Linked DNA regions of Mus musculus: region 2 is linked to region 1. Evidence: chromatin contacts called from public HiChIP or PLAC-seq data. All regions are on one chromosome and are shown on one strand. Each heading gives the region's core, a stretch centred on a gene start, on an enhancer-like site or on the middle of the called end of the contact. The rest is flanking DNA. Distances are from core to core; before and after follow the strand shown. Region 1 has its middle 25 kb from the start of Gm38137. Region 2 overlaps Nrp2 (neuropilin 2).

Evidence for each region. HiChIP or PLAC-seq counts read pairs in DNA pulled down with a chosen protein or histone mark.
Region 2: a contact with region 1 is called in an H3K27ac HiChIP or PLAC-seq map of embryonic stem cells, with 6 times the contacts expected there. The contact joins two enhancer-like sites. A contact is called at or near these places in 3 of 115 datasets of contacts at active chromatin or transcription factors (all in embryonic stem cells).

Annotation. Positions count from the first base shown.
Region 1 is chr1:60,835,100-60,841,683 of GRCm38.p6, reverse strand. No RefSeq gene overlaps it. Among named protein-coding and RNA genes, the nearest start is that of Gm38137, 25 kb to the left of the region's middle. Within about 2 kb of position 2,258, at least 4 of the 459 cell types and tissues checked have an H3K27ac peak or open chromatin away from gene starts, as enhancers often do. A contact at or near this core is called in embryonic stem cells, where this site is marked.
Region 2 is chr1:62,778,455-62,785,494 of GRCm38.p6, reverse strand. Nrp2 (neuropilin 2) reads right to left here. Exons shown (of 17, transcript NM_001077404.1): 13 at 1,939-2,201; 14 at 354-450. Among named protein-coding and RNA genes, the nearest start is that of 4930487H11Rik, 13 kb to the left of the region's middle. Within about 2 kb of position 1,809, at least 42 of the 459 cell types and tissues checked have an H3K27ac peak or open chromatin away from gene starts, as enhancers often do. A contact at or near this core is called in embryonic stem cells, where this site is marked.

The sequences.
Region 1 (6,584 bases), core at 1,009-3,508:
GCAACAGCTTTTGGTATAGTCCCTATTCCAGTTGTTCAGGGCCCATATGACAGTCAAGCTACACATCTGCTACATATGAGTGGGGAGCCCTAGGTCCAGCTGTGTTTGGTTGGTGTTTCAGACTCTGAGAGCCCCAAGGGTCCAGATTAGTTGACTCTGTTGGTCTTCTTGTAGAGTTCCTATCCCCTTCAGGGCCTGCAATCCTTCCTTCTGTTCTTCTGTCAAGAGTCCCCAAGCTCCATCCACTGTTTGGCTGTGGGTGTCTGTATATATCTGAGTCAACTGCTGGGTGGAGCCTCTCAGAAGACAACATGCTCCTGTCTGCAAGCATAACGGAGTATCCTTAGTAGTGTTAGGGATTGGTGCTTGCCCATGGGATGGGTCTCAAGCTGGGCCTGTTATTGGTTGGCCATTTCCTCTGTCTCTGCTCCCTCCTCTGTGCCTGCATTACTTGTAGTAACCCAGTCCCAAAACTACATGCATGGTATGTACTCACTTATAAGTGGATATTAGCCATAAAAAAATGGTACCATGTTACACTCCACAGACCTAAAAAAGGTAAACAAGAAGGAAGGCCCAAACAAGGAAGCTTGAATCTCACTTAGAAGAGGGGATAAACTAGATAAACTCATAAGAGGCAGATGGAGGGAGAGACCTTGGAGAGAGGGGCCTGGGGAGGAGAATGGAGGATTCAGGATCAGGAGGGATGGCTACATGGCCATGAGAATGAATGGAAATCTACATCTGGGATGGGAAGGTGGGGGGAGGCATTTCCAGGATGACACAGAGACCTGGGATAAGTGAGGTACCCAAGAATCAATAGGGGTGACCTTAGCTGTGACTCAGTACACTGGGAATATGAAATCTGAAGAGGTCACCTCCTATAGGCAGACAGAAATACCAGTGAAGTGATAGAGACACCAACCCACCCACAAAACTTTCAACTCAAAATTTATCCTGTCTACAAGCATTGATAGGAATCTTAGCTAGGGTCACATACATTGATTCCTGGGAATTTCCATTCCACTAAGTTTCTAGCTCATCTCGAAGATGCAAAACTCCCCCCTACCCCCAACCCCAACCCCACCCCCACCTCCACTCCCATTCTAGTTGTCTCTCTCAGTTCTCTTTCCTCTGTCCTCTCCAAACATGATCACTTCTGTTCTTACATTTTTAGATGACTTTCCTGGCCTAATTCTGCAAAGTCTGTGTTCACTGTCCTATGACGACATGGGAATCAGTACTAGGTTAACTTTGTAGTCAGCTAACATTTGGGCAGAGGGTTCTTTAAGTACCTTGAATCAATGAATCTCCCAGTGTGTGTGTGTGCGTGTGTGTGTGTGTGTGTGTGTGTGTGTGTGTGTGTAAAAATTACTAAGAATCTCTGTAGCACTATTAGGCAAACAGCAACAAGACAGAGTGACCTCCTAAATTTGATTGTCTTCTATGCAACAATTCTTCATATTTGGGGAGAAATACTTTGTTTCCTTTACAAATATTTATCTAGAAGTTTCTCCTCATTTGTTTTGTTTTTATTTACCTCATGGCCTCTTTGAATTCTACTTACCATGGCGCAAGTAGAAGCCCAAGATTGCAGAGCTTCAAAGTGCCCAGGCTGTCCTGAATGGTGAAAGAGGATGTCTGTCCTACAGAAAGATGCTTCAAAGAGTATTCTGTGAGCTTTGCAGAGGTCCTGGGAACTTCTAGCATCTGCTGCTTCATGTGGGAACCCCCAAAGTACACTCTTAAGTCAGCTTTTTCTCCTTCCCTGTCTCAGTCTCCCAAATAAACTCAGGGCTTTGTAGCCCCCCCCCCCCTTACACACACACACACACAAACTACATGCTTGCCCCAGGCTCTCCGTCAAAGAAGACCCAAACTGAGGCAGTTATTGGTCCTGGTGAACTGCATCCAGGTGTGGGCTTGGTGACTTAGTGTGGGGCTTCGCTTCACCATATTGGCTGAATTTCAATCAATGCTGGATACATTCAGTAGGAACAACTGTCATTTCTGTGCATCCCAGCATAGAAAGAGAATGGGTTAAGATGCTGTGACTTCTATGACAGAAAAAATAACTGTCAACTGATGAACCTGGGTGGGAACAAAACAAAACAGGTCACCTCTGTATGCCACCGTTTCTATGCTTTTTAAACACATTAAAAAAAAAAAACTGGAAAATTAGATTCATTTGTACCCAGTTCAGTCTGGAATCAACTGAGATGAGTCAATCTCTTCCTTGGTCAAGACCTTGAGCATCCACAGGGAGGGCTACAGGATCCCAAGGACAGCAGTGAGTCACCATTACAGAGTACTAACCAAGCTGGGTACTTTGCATGCATTTGCCCACAAAGCCCTTTCCACAACTCTTTCAAGCTGAGATTCTCTTGCTAATGAATTGCCACCTGATGGGAACATGAGTCTGAGCCCTCCTTTATCAGATGCCAGAAGTCTGTGGTGTTTGTCTCAATTGAATTTAGATGTGCAGACCAAAAATTCCCAAATGTACTTTTTATAGAAAATCTCATTTGCAGCATCCTTCTGTTTGGAGAATCTTGTTGCTATTCCAAGCAGCCATAAGATTCATTAGCCACTGGGAGCCATAGTCACCATCACCACATGCTCAAAGAAAAGCTCTTACCTCACAGTTTCTATCAAGAGGCCAGGAACCACTCGAGGGCTTTATCTTACCACCTCACATGCAGGTAAGGGTTGGCTCATCAACTAGCAAACAACAACAACAACCAAACAAACCTTTATGGCTATTGCTAGGCAAAAGTCTGGTCTATCTTATGACAGAGTTGATGAATGTACAATGAGCCTCCCTGACTCAGAGACCAACTAGGGCTCTCACAAAAATTGAATTAAAAAATATTGACAAGTGGTAGATCTTTTCTCTGAGCTATGATTTATAATTGGCAGCGAACAGGCTATAGTGCCAATTTATTCTCATCATTTGTTGAGAGAGGTCACCTCTGAGCTGGGTACTGTGTCACAAGCAGGCTCTAGTTTTTAAGTATTTTCCTGGTGCCTAGAACCTCACTCCTGCTGTATGTTACCTCATCTTTTACAGAAGGGAAGTAATGCTCTCTGCTGTCCTCATTTTACAGACTAAGAATCAGCCCTACAGAGACGATGCTTTGTCTGGCCTAGTGTTGAATATATGAATAACTTCACGAGTGAGCCAATGATTATGAAAATTAATGAATTCATAATTAAATTAATGAAGTAAATGAAGGGTAGGTTGGACTGTTCTAGACTTGACCTAGTAATTAATGATTTCACTCTCACCATAATAATAATTGAGTTTGCCCTCTCATTATTGCTACATACCAAACCAGTATTTCCCTGAGTGTGGATCTAACCACTCATAATTTTAGAACACATAATTTTCTTGTCTGCAAATTATGCTTCTTAATGTAGAGACCTTTGACCCAGCTATAGCTATTATGTTTGTCTGCCCCTTTCTACTATTTATAAGTTCTTTGAACTTGAAATGAACTTTGACTTTCAAGCTTATTGTTTCCATGTTTTTCATTATGAAAATGATATGAGCCTAGAACATTTTATGGAACCAAAAATAATAGTAATAACTCTTCATAGATATACATGATATCTCTTTTGAGAAACAGCCTTAGTGAGTGCCCAGAGACACGATATTTCCTAGCTGTGTTTTCTCGACACGTTGATCCATTGCAGGCATTACTACATCTATGATTCTGTTGCTCTTATCCTATGGTCTTGAAAAGGATTTGAGTCCCCTGTAGTCTCTTTCCCCCCAACTTTGAAGTGTAAGGTCTCACTGGCTTACTCCATCCTTACTCACTTGGCTTCTCCATCCTTCTGCTTCAGTCTCCAAGGTATCTAGAATTACAGGTAACCTTTTTAAAAAAATATAATTTTATGACAGCCTTCCCCCTGCCAAGATACTTGCTGCATGATTATCTTAGAAATGACCTGTATGTCTAACACTTAAAGACATAGTTAAGTACATTTATTTGATAATATTCAGTGCAAAGTCTTTTCAAAACATAGAGTTATTTCTTCAGGATGTAGAGATGTGCAAACTTCAGAGTCAGGAGCCCCACCCCTATGGCCTCTGACTATTAAATATAATCTTAAGTCTAATGATTTTGGTTGCGAGCCATGAGTTTATTTCTTCACTAAGAGTTTGTTTATTTTACATTCGCTTATGCATGCTACTTTGAAAAGACAGTCCATTTCACTACGATCTCTTTCAATTCCAAGACCTGCCTTCTGAAGAACCAGCTCACCAGTTTCCCCACGCTTATGACAGCAAGCAAAGTTACACAGTTCCAAAACGCACCAAGGGGTCTGGGGAGATGGCTCTGTGGGTAGAGTGCTTGCCACATGCACACAAAGACTCAAGTTCAAATCTCCAGAACAGGCACAAAGCTGTACACAGTAACACAAGAGCCGGTCCCAGAGCTCCTTTGGCTAGGTGGGTGGTAGAGACAGGAGGAGCTAAAGACCTTGTCTCAAACAAGGTTAAAGACAAGGACCAACACCCAAGGTTGTCCTCTGACTTCTGCATGCACACAGTGGCATGCAGGAGCCACAGACACTAACCCCTACACACACACACACACACACACACACACACACTCTTCACATGAACAGTAAGATAATTTATGCAAAGTACTTAGGATGCTGCTTAACAATAATAGCTTTTCATTTATTTATTTATTTTTTTAATATTTACTTATTTATTTATTTATTATATGTAAGTACACTGTCGCTGTCTTCAGACACCCCAGAAGAGGGAGTCAGATCACGTTACAGATGGTTGTGAGCCACCATGTGGTTCTGGGATTTGAACTCCGGACCTTCGGAAGAGCAGTCGGGTGCTCTTACCCACTGAGCCATTTCTCCAGCCCCAGCTTTTCATTTATTTCTGAACTATTTTCAAAGAATTCTGTCTTCCCTGTGCAAGTGTTTCACATAGTTCAACGCTTTGTGGAGTTGCACCATATTTGCACATTATTTGAGGGAATTTAGCTTTGTACTAAAGGTTAATTTATTTTCAGACTTCATTTTGTGTGGGTCAAAAACTTTTGTAGTTATTATCCGAGTTTCTGTGCTGCTGTTGTCATTCCTAGGTGATCTATAGATTTATTTTCCTTCTCAACCATTTTTAAGAACTTGCTGAGCTGTGTAGACAGTCTCTTTTTGTGCTATTGAAAGCTAATTTTTTTATTGTTCCATTTGTTCATACTTAGATATTATTAAACAAGTCTAGGTGCCAGTGTGCTGTGTATTTTTCTTATTTTAATTGGAAATCTCAACAGACTACCCATTTGTAGCTTTCCTCGCTATTCACTTTCACAAAGCAGACTTTGTCATATTTAAATAATCTTACCGTATAGCTTTTGTGCTCATAATTTTTGAGGGCTCAGTGTTGCCAAATGTTTTTTTAATATCTATTAGCATGCCTTTATATGTTTTGATTAATTGGTGGTGTTGATAGAATCTCATATTTAAATTAACCTTGCAAACATGGAGTAAAGTCTATGAGATCATAGGTTGCTGTACCCACTGCTGACTTCTAAGTGATATCTTAAATAATTCTACCGATAATCAGTAGTAAGTTTTGTCTGCAATGTTTGGGTTTGCTTTGTACTTTATCAAGTTCACTGTTAACATTGTGCTGACACCATAACAGCGACTCTCATTTTCTGTAGTCTGAGATCGTTTTATAGAAAGTCAGGGCTAAACAGAGTTTAGCTATAAAATATCCACCAGGTCCTAAAGCCTTTCTGAAGTGACAGGTTTGGGATCACCGTTCTTGACCACTGCAGCAGCAACCCTAGGCTTTAGTAATAGAAGCAACTAAGAGTCTTGATAAGCACAGAAACCACCAGGCTCCTACCCGGGAGACGTGGGTCCATTTATATTGGGATTTCAGCTTTAGCAAGTACAGCGACTCTTCCCCTAACTCTCAGTAATTAGTCTAATCAAAATTTCCAAGTAATTTGGGTCTAAATTAAGGAATCAAACTTTGCTGAAAATTGTTTTCAAATTTGTTAGTATTGGCTTATATGTGGTATTATGCTGCAATTCTTCTAATATGCTCTATTTCTGTGGTTATGTTTTCTTTTCCATTCTAAATATTATACACTTTTGCCCAAATTCCTCTCTTCTTATCAAACTCACAAAGGGTGTGTCTATATTATCAGCTTTTACAGAGAACTAACTAGTTTACCATATTTTTCAATAAACACTTTTACTTCAATTAAAATATATTTATACCATTCTCCTAATTCCTTGTCCTCTCTTCAATCCCTCCCATGACCCTCCCCTTCAGCCCCTCCTATGTCTCCTCTCACTCCCTCTCTAATTGATTCTTTGATGATTATTGTTCCAGATATATGCATAAATGTATAGTACAACCAGCCGAGTTTGTGTAGGATTGCTTGCGTGTATAAAAGTGGTTTCAAAGCTAACCACTTGGTATTGGATACACAGTTAGGGGATTCATTCCTGGTGTCTTAGTCGGAGTTTCTATTCCTGCACAAACATCATAACCGAGAAGCAAGTTGGGGTGGAAAGAGTTTATTCAGCCTACA
Region 2 (7,040 bases), core at 560-3,059, 1.9 Mb before region 1:
TTAAATCCATCAACCCTTCCCAGCATGTAATTCTGACTGGCAGGCACTCGTGTCCTCTAGCATTTTCTTTGCTTAAAAACTGGAGTCTGATGATGGGGTCTCGGCACCCCAAATTTTCACATACTTAATGCACATCTATTTCTGTTTGGGAGATGGATATATAAAACCTTCACCTCATGTCTTAGTCTTACCCCTCCCACCCTCAGCCCAAGACTCAACCAAGTCTATACTTCACCTCCTGCACAGACTAGCACAGCCCGACCCTCTGGGAAATGTGAAGACAGCAGTTGCTTCCTTCTGCATATCCCAATGTCTTATTTGAAACAACCGCCAAGAGAGAGGAAGGCACGTACCCATGCAGTTCTCCAGTGGGACATCAGTGCTTATCCGAATGTCATCGATGGAAATCTCTCCCGATCGTCCCTTCCCTATCACTCCCTCGAACACGATCTAGAGCCGGAAGGACAAGAGCCAAGATTAGCTAATCTTCCTGGTTCATCCGGTGTGTGTGTGTTATTGCACCTGGTACATACACATCTGTGGACCACATGGCTCCATCTCTTGAAATCTTAATTTAAGAAGAGTTGGTTCAAATCAATTACACATTTGAGAGGATAAGAAAATGTAACAAGTTGATAGATATTGCTGTCCAGTAACAAGAACATACTGATTAAAAGAACCACAATTGAAGCATCCTTGAGGGAGAGGGGTACTGATATTTCCCTAGCTATTTCAGAGGTTCCTTTCCTGGAAATCCTTCGGGTGCTCAGGGCAGGTATTTGAGAACTCAGAGGACATGAGCAAGTGATGGTAATAAAGGAAACACGGTCCTTAGGTTTGGACGGCCTTCTGCATGACCTCTCCTCACACTCTGACTTAGAGATCTGTTCATATAACAGCAGGGAAATAATTTACTCTTTTATCAACAATTTACTGAGCATCTACTATGTGTTAGGCACACAGATGAGGTAGTAACAAAATCCAGTAAGATACATTTCTGCCTGGAGAAACTCAAACAAAGACAAAAACGGAGACAAAACCTCTAACAGGTTCTTCTAATGCCCCCTGGGACTAAGGTTAATAAATGGGGGGCCCAGGTTGGGGAGTTAGGGTCTCCGGATGCCTTGTAGTCTCAGAAGTGAGTGGCTACAGCCTGCACACTACACTCAGCTCTGTGGTCTTTAACCACTCCTCATTCTCGCCCTCCCCAGGTTCTTTCTGCAAACGAGCACATGTCCTCTGGCAAGCTGAAAGAGCAGTTGGCTGCCTCTCCAGCCATCTGTTGCTGCTCTTCATCTGGGGAGGAGCAGGTTAATGCCTTGGCTGGTTTTCAGCGCCCTCGTCCACAGTGTGTCTACTCTAACCCAAGATGTGGGTACAGATGTGTGGGCCCATCTGTGCCTCTTGCTCCGTGGGACAGAGATAATAGAAGCTGAGAGAGAAGCCACTTGTTTGGGGCTCTCGGGTTTGATGGAGGATGCCTATCCATCTTACGCCCCTTTCTGGATCCGTGCTCTCTGGAGCAGGTCTGGGAAGGCACGGCCACGGCCACCTCCATCCTGAGCCCTCCACTGCCTTGGGGATAGAGGGGACATTTGTGTTTATTTCCCTGGCTTCTGTGTCCTTTTGTCGGCCTACCTGATAGCAATCTAAAATAAAATGGAGAGAAGAAACATTTGTTGGAGAAGATTTCAGCAATATAAAAGGCAATAGGAGGAACAAAGAACCAAGTCTGGGTGTAGAGATAGGCGCATTCTGAATAACAAATAAGTGTCATTTAGTTGCCATGGCAACACAAGAAACACAATGAAAACAGCGGAGCTTAACCACGTCCCTTAATGATGAATGGGCAGGCTCTTTGAAATGTTGGAATGGGGATCACAGTGAGTCCCTTGCCTCTTGCACACACACACACACCCCTTTTCTTCCCTGACTCACCTGATACTCCATGTCATAGCTGGGCAGGATAATGCGCCCGTGCTTCCACTCGCTGCCCTGGTCCTCACGGATGACCCAAAGGAGTTTGCTTTCCTGGCTGGCTTCCCGAACCACCTGCAGTGCCACCCCGTGGCCGCCCATGGCTTGGTACTGGAACTCCATGCACACAGGGCTTCGGGGCAGGTGCACCGGTGGGCTGATGAGCCGCCCGTACTGGCCCTCTCGTCGGCCATCACTCTGCAGTTTCAAGAAGTTCTTGTCATCTGGGGAAGAAGATCCAAACGTGGATGGTAAATGCTTGGGAAATACCCCACTTTGTAACTGTGGCCTCTCCATCAGAAAGATGGACAGGAGTTGGGCTGTTTTCAGTGTTTTGAAATATGTTGGAGCTTGCTATGTAGATCAGGCTGGCCTTGAACTTACAACCTTCTCGATTCTGCCTCTTCAGTGCTATGACCACAGGTGTGTGCCACTATGCTGGGTCTACTGTGCTCTTTTCTTAGGCCCTTTCAGACTCTTGAGTCAAATGCTCATTCTTCTTGAAGCCCTTTCTTCAATCCTTAAGTCACACTGGTTCCCCTTCGGCTCTCTGTGCCATGTCTTTCATATACACCCCCTGGGGTGGTCAGTTTTAAATCCTGGCTGTGTACACACTTGTCTTTTCTCCCTAGAGTGAAGCAGCCTGACCCATGTCTTACTCATCTCTGGCTTACCCAATGGGCCAGTGCAGCCTCCTGAACTGAATTACAGGGGAACAGATTATAGGATGAGGTGGCTGCCAGATTGGAGTGTGACTCTGGTCAGGTATTGTCAGGCTGGGCACTGTCCAAATGGAAGACATTAAAAACCTTCTGTCTCTGCCAGGGTTGCTAGATGGTGCCTAAGCCTCAGTAACTATCATGCAGACACTCAAGTCAACTCTAAGCAGATCAGGGATGGAGTAGCTGGCCATCCCACTTTGTTCCTGGACTTGACTTTCTCAAGCAGCCATTCACATACAGCTCCAGTGGTTAGAAAGGTATGGCCATTGTCATTAACAAAGGCTGTGTCTTCAGCAGAGAATGTATGTGTTCTGGGAAGTCAAGGGTTCACTGTCCAAATGTTTCAAGAATGGCCTTCTTGGCAGACTGGGCTTAAATCCATCTGATACTTATGCAGAAGGCTGAGCTCTTGTTATGGTTGGCAGCACCTTTGCCTCACAGGCACAGGTATGGAGATGGGGAACTCCAGCCTGTGTATAGAGAGCAAACGCTCAGAGGAGGAAGAATTCCCATGATCTTGGGCCCTGAAGCATGGGTCATGGTCTGCTAAACTCCTCTGCAAGCGGGTCAGGGACATATTTTCACTGTGTAACCAACTTAGAATGTGAGCAGGCCAGACACTTCAGGGTCTTGTTAATTTGGTGCTATTTTAGTCTGAGCCACAAGTAGAGGTTCTCAGTCAGTAGGAATGGTGAGTACCTTGGGTTTGCTGGCGTTTCTGGAACAAGCTAGGGTTCCAGAAGCCTGGATCCATGCCCTCTCAGGGAGGGGATCTCAGATTCATTGCTATCAAACCTGTTGGCATTATCTTGTTAGGTGAGGGGCTAAGCCTACCACAGAGCCTCCACCAGCAGCTTGTTCAAGGCAGAGATAAGGAAGGGGAGGCTGCCTCGAGAACAGAGCTTTAATGATGGGGTCTGACGAGGAGGGGATGCTGATAGCATCACCAGACATAGGGTGATCTTCCAGCCTTCTGTTTCCACATCCGATCTTCCTGCTATCACTATTAATGATAATAATTACAACTCAGATTTGCATAATGCCTTTCAGATTACAAAGCACACTGGTACGCAAGATATCACCTCGTCCTTGGTCTATACCTGTGAGCTAAGACTTCCTAATTTTACTTTGCACTTGATGGAGAAACCAAGAAAGGTTTAAGTGTCTTGTCCAAGGAGGAAATGCTGGTTCAGAGGTAGGGAGACCCCAAACTTAAATGAGGGATCCCACACCTTCCTACAGTAAACTCTTGAGTTGCCCAAAAGCATCTTGCCCCAAATCCTTGCAACCCCTCCCTGTCCGAGGCAAACCCTCTCCCCCCTGAGCCTACTGCCTCACAGCCTCACTGACCCTGAAGCCCCTTGCTCTTCCTTTTTTCCACCTAGCCTGGCTCTGCTGCCAACTTCTAACCATTCTGGCACGGGCAATAGTCACCCCCTCCTTCCTGATCTTGCTTACCTTTAAAAGGAGTTTAGACTTTTCCATAGTGACTACCCACTACCTGTCACCCTTAACAGGGTCATGTGTCTTTCCTATATCTCAGATTTTTAAAAAAGTACTTATTTATTTAACATGCGTGTGTATGCTCACATGTGTGCACGTGCTGTGCACAAGAGTGTGCCACAATGCACATGAGGAGGCCAGAGGATTGTTTGTAGAAGTTGGGTTTTTTCTTTCCACCATGTGGGTCCCAGATCAAGTTTGGTGGCAAGCACCTCTACCCGGTGAGCCATCTTCAATCGCCTATCACAGATTGTCTTGCACACAGAAGGTTGAATATCGCATCTTTCTCCTCTCCTTAGTCCGTGCATATCACACTACCCTGAGAAATCTTATCCCATGAATGAATAAATGAATGAATGGCAAACACACAGATGAGAAGGAATGGTATATAATGAGAAGAGAGAATCTGCTAGCCTCTGCCAAGTCTTCAGTTCACACAATCCCTTTGCCACCGACTGTTTTCCTGAGCCAGCAGGCCCCTTTTAAAGATGAGGTAAGCTAATATTGGGGTCACCTGTGGAGGCTCCCAGTAGACTGAGACACCAGTGAGGGTCCCCCTGATCCCCTGCGCTCCTGGAACTTCCAAGCCCTTACCCTTTCCACCCCATCTATAAAGGAAAGCAGAATCGAGAAGTTTCTTATTCAGCTTTCTCCCTTCACAGCTTCACAAATAAGACCCACTTGCTGCCTGAGAATTGCTTGGCGGAAATTCTGTCACTTGTGTGAATTTGCATTCTTAAGCAAAGGAGTCATAGCAGAACGGTTACAACCGGGAAAGCCAAATGTGTCTGGGGTGTGAGATGGCGGGCTGCAAGGATTTTCATCTGGGTCTATCTTATCTCCCGACCCTGTCATTAGAATTCAACCAGGCCAAAGGGTCCCCAGACAACTGGTGCAGTCTCCAGAGCCTGCGTCTTTCTCCTTTCTTCTCTCCTCCCTTCTCTCACAGTAGGCTGGTAATCACTATGCATGATTTACAGGGCCGCGGCAGGAATCGAGTTAATGCTGGTGGCGTGCTAAGCACGAGCAGCTGAAGGATCATAATTCAGCGCTGACATCTGAGCTAATCCACGGGTTTGCAGAGTCTCCAGACAAGCAGGCCTCTGGATTTCACTCAGTTAAATCATTTGTGCCCCACTTGTCTGTTAAGTGCTATGAACTCCAGGGAAGAAAGATGATATGTAAATTTAAGGAATTAGCAGGGACATCAGTCAGAGAGATGCCAGAGCTGCAAAACATCGCTGCCTGTCATGACAGAGGCCTGATTAGAACCAGGAACCGCGAAGGAAAAACAGACCTGGAAATGCACAAGGAAGGGAACCAAAAAAGCAGAGGATAAGGATGATCAAACTGAGCAGATACAGATGACAGACACCACACCACGGCTTTACCCTTAGCTGTGGTTCGTACCCATCCCTGTGCACCCAGGAATATCACCTTTCTCTTTCCCTCATCCTCTCTGTCTCTCTCTCTGTCTCTATCTCTCTTTCCCCTTCCACCCTGCTAAGTAGCTCAGGTTGGCCCTGAACTCATGATCGTCCTGCCCGATGCTCTCCAGTGCTGGAATTAGCTATGTGCCCCCATCCGCATCAAGCCCATTTTCCCTCTGAAGCTCAGAGATATGAGGTCATGCTTCCAGGTCCACTGCTACCGAGTGATGGAAGTAGGCTCTGGACACAGATGGGACTGAGTAAACTTGCTGGCTCCTTGTCACCTGTGGTGGAATCCTGGCTGGAGGCTCTAAGTCTTGGAAAGCCTTAGTCTTTCCATCTGTATACTGGGTATAATAATGGTATTACTGCATGAGGTTGTAAGGCTAAGCCCTGTAGAGCACTTTGCATGGGAACAGGGATATAGCAAGAGCTCAGTCAAGCTACTGATGCCATGCCACACACTGCCTTCCATAGACTAAAGACCACCATAAACCTGGGAACCCAGTGCAAGATACAAAAAGAAGCAGGATTCATCCTGGGGGTGTGGTGGTATTGACATTGACATTCTTTGAAATAAGATGCTTTCCCTTAGAAACCAGCCAGTTCCCAGCTGTCCATCATGTGCCCCTCCCATTGGCACAGGTCTTCTGTGCCAATCTTCAGAGGATGAAATAAAATGAGATAGTGTCTTGGATCGTGAGTGGGAACCCATGTGACTACTAGCACTGGCCAGAGGAAGTATGTGGAAACATCCTGACTCCATGCCACCCACCCTTCCCTTCAGAAAGGGGCTCCACAGGCCACACTGGCAATGTGTTCTCCAGGACACATCCCCAGCTGTCAAGAACATCTCACATTCAGTTTAACACCTTCCTGCTGTCGTGTGGACACACGTGCTCCATCTATCCCTGATGGGACACAGCTCATTTCCGTTCTATGACTTAGAAGCATTTTACTCATAAGGCGTTAAGGAGTCCAGGGGGCTGGGGAGATGGCTAAGTGTATAAAAGGTTTGTCTCACAAGCCTGATGACCCCAGGACGGAAGTAAAACCACAGGTCTACAAACCCACCTGTACTGTACCCCTACAAGTAGGTGGGAAAAAGAATGGAAGTTTCTGAGATAGCCTGAGGTACACTCCACTGAACAAACAGACACTGTCTCAGACAAGATAGAAGGACTGACACCAGGGGTTGTGCACTGTGGTGCATTCAAATACAAACAGAGAAGGGAGAGATGGGGGGGGGAGAAGAGAGGAAGGGGGAGACAGGGAGAGAGAGAAGAAGAGAGGAAAGAAGAAAAGAAGAGGGAGAGGGAGAAAAGGAGAGTGACAGAGAGGGAGAGGGGGAGGGAAAAGGAGAGGGAGAGGGAAAGAAAGAGATAGAGATAGACAGATGCAGAGGGGG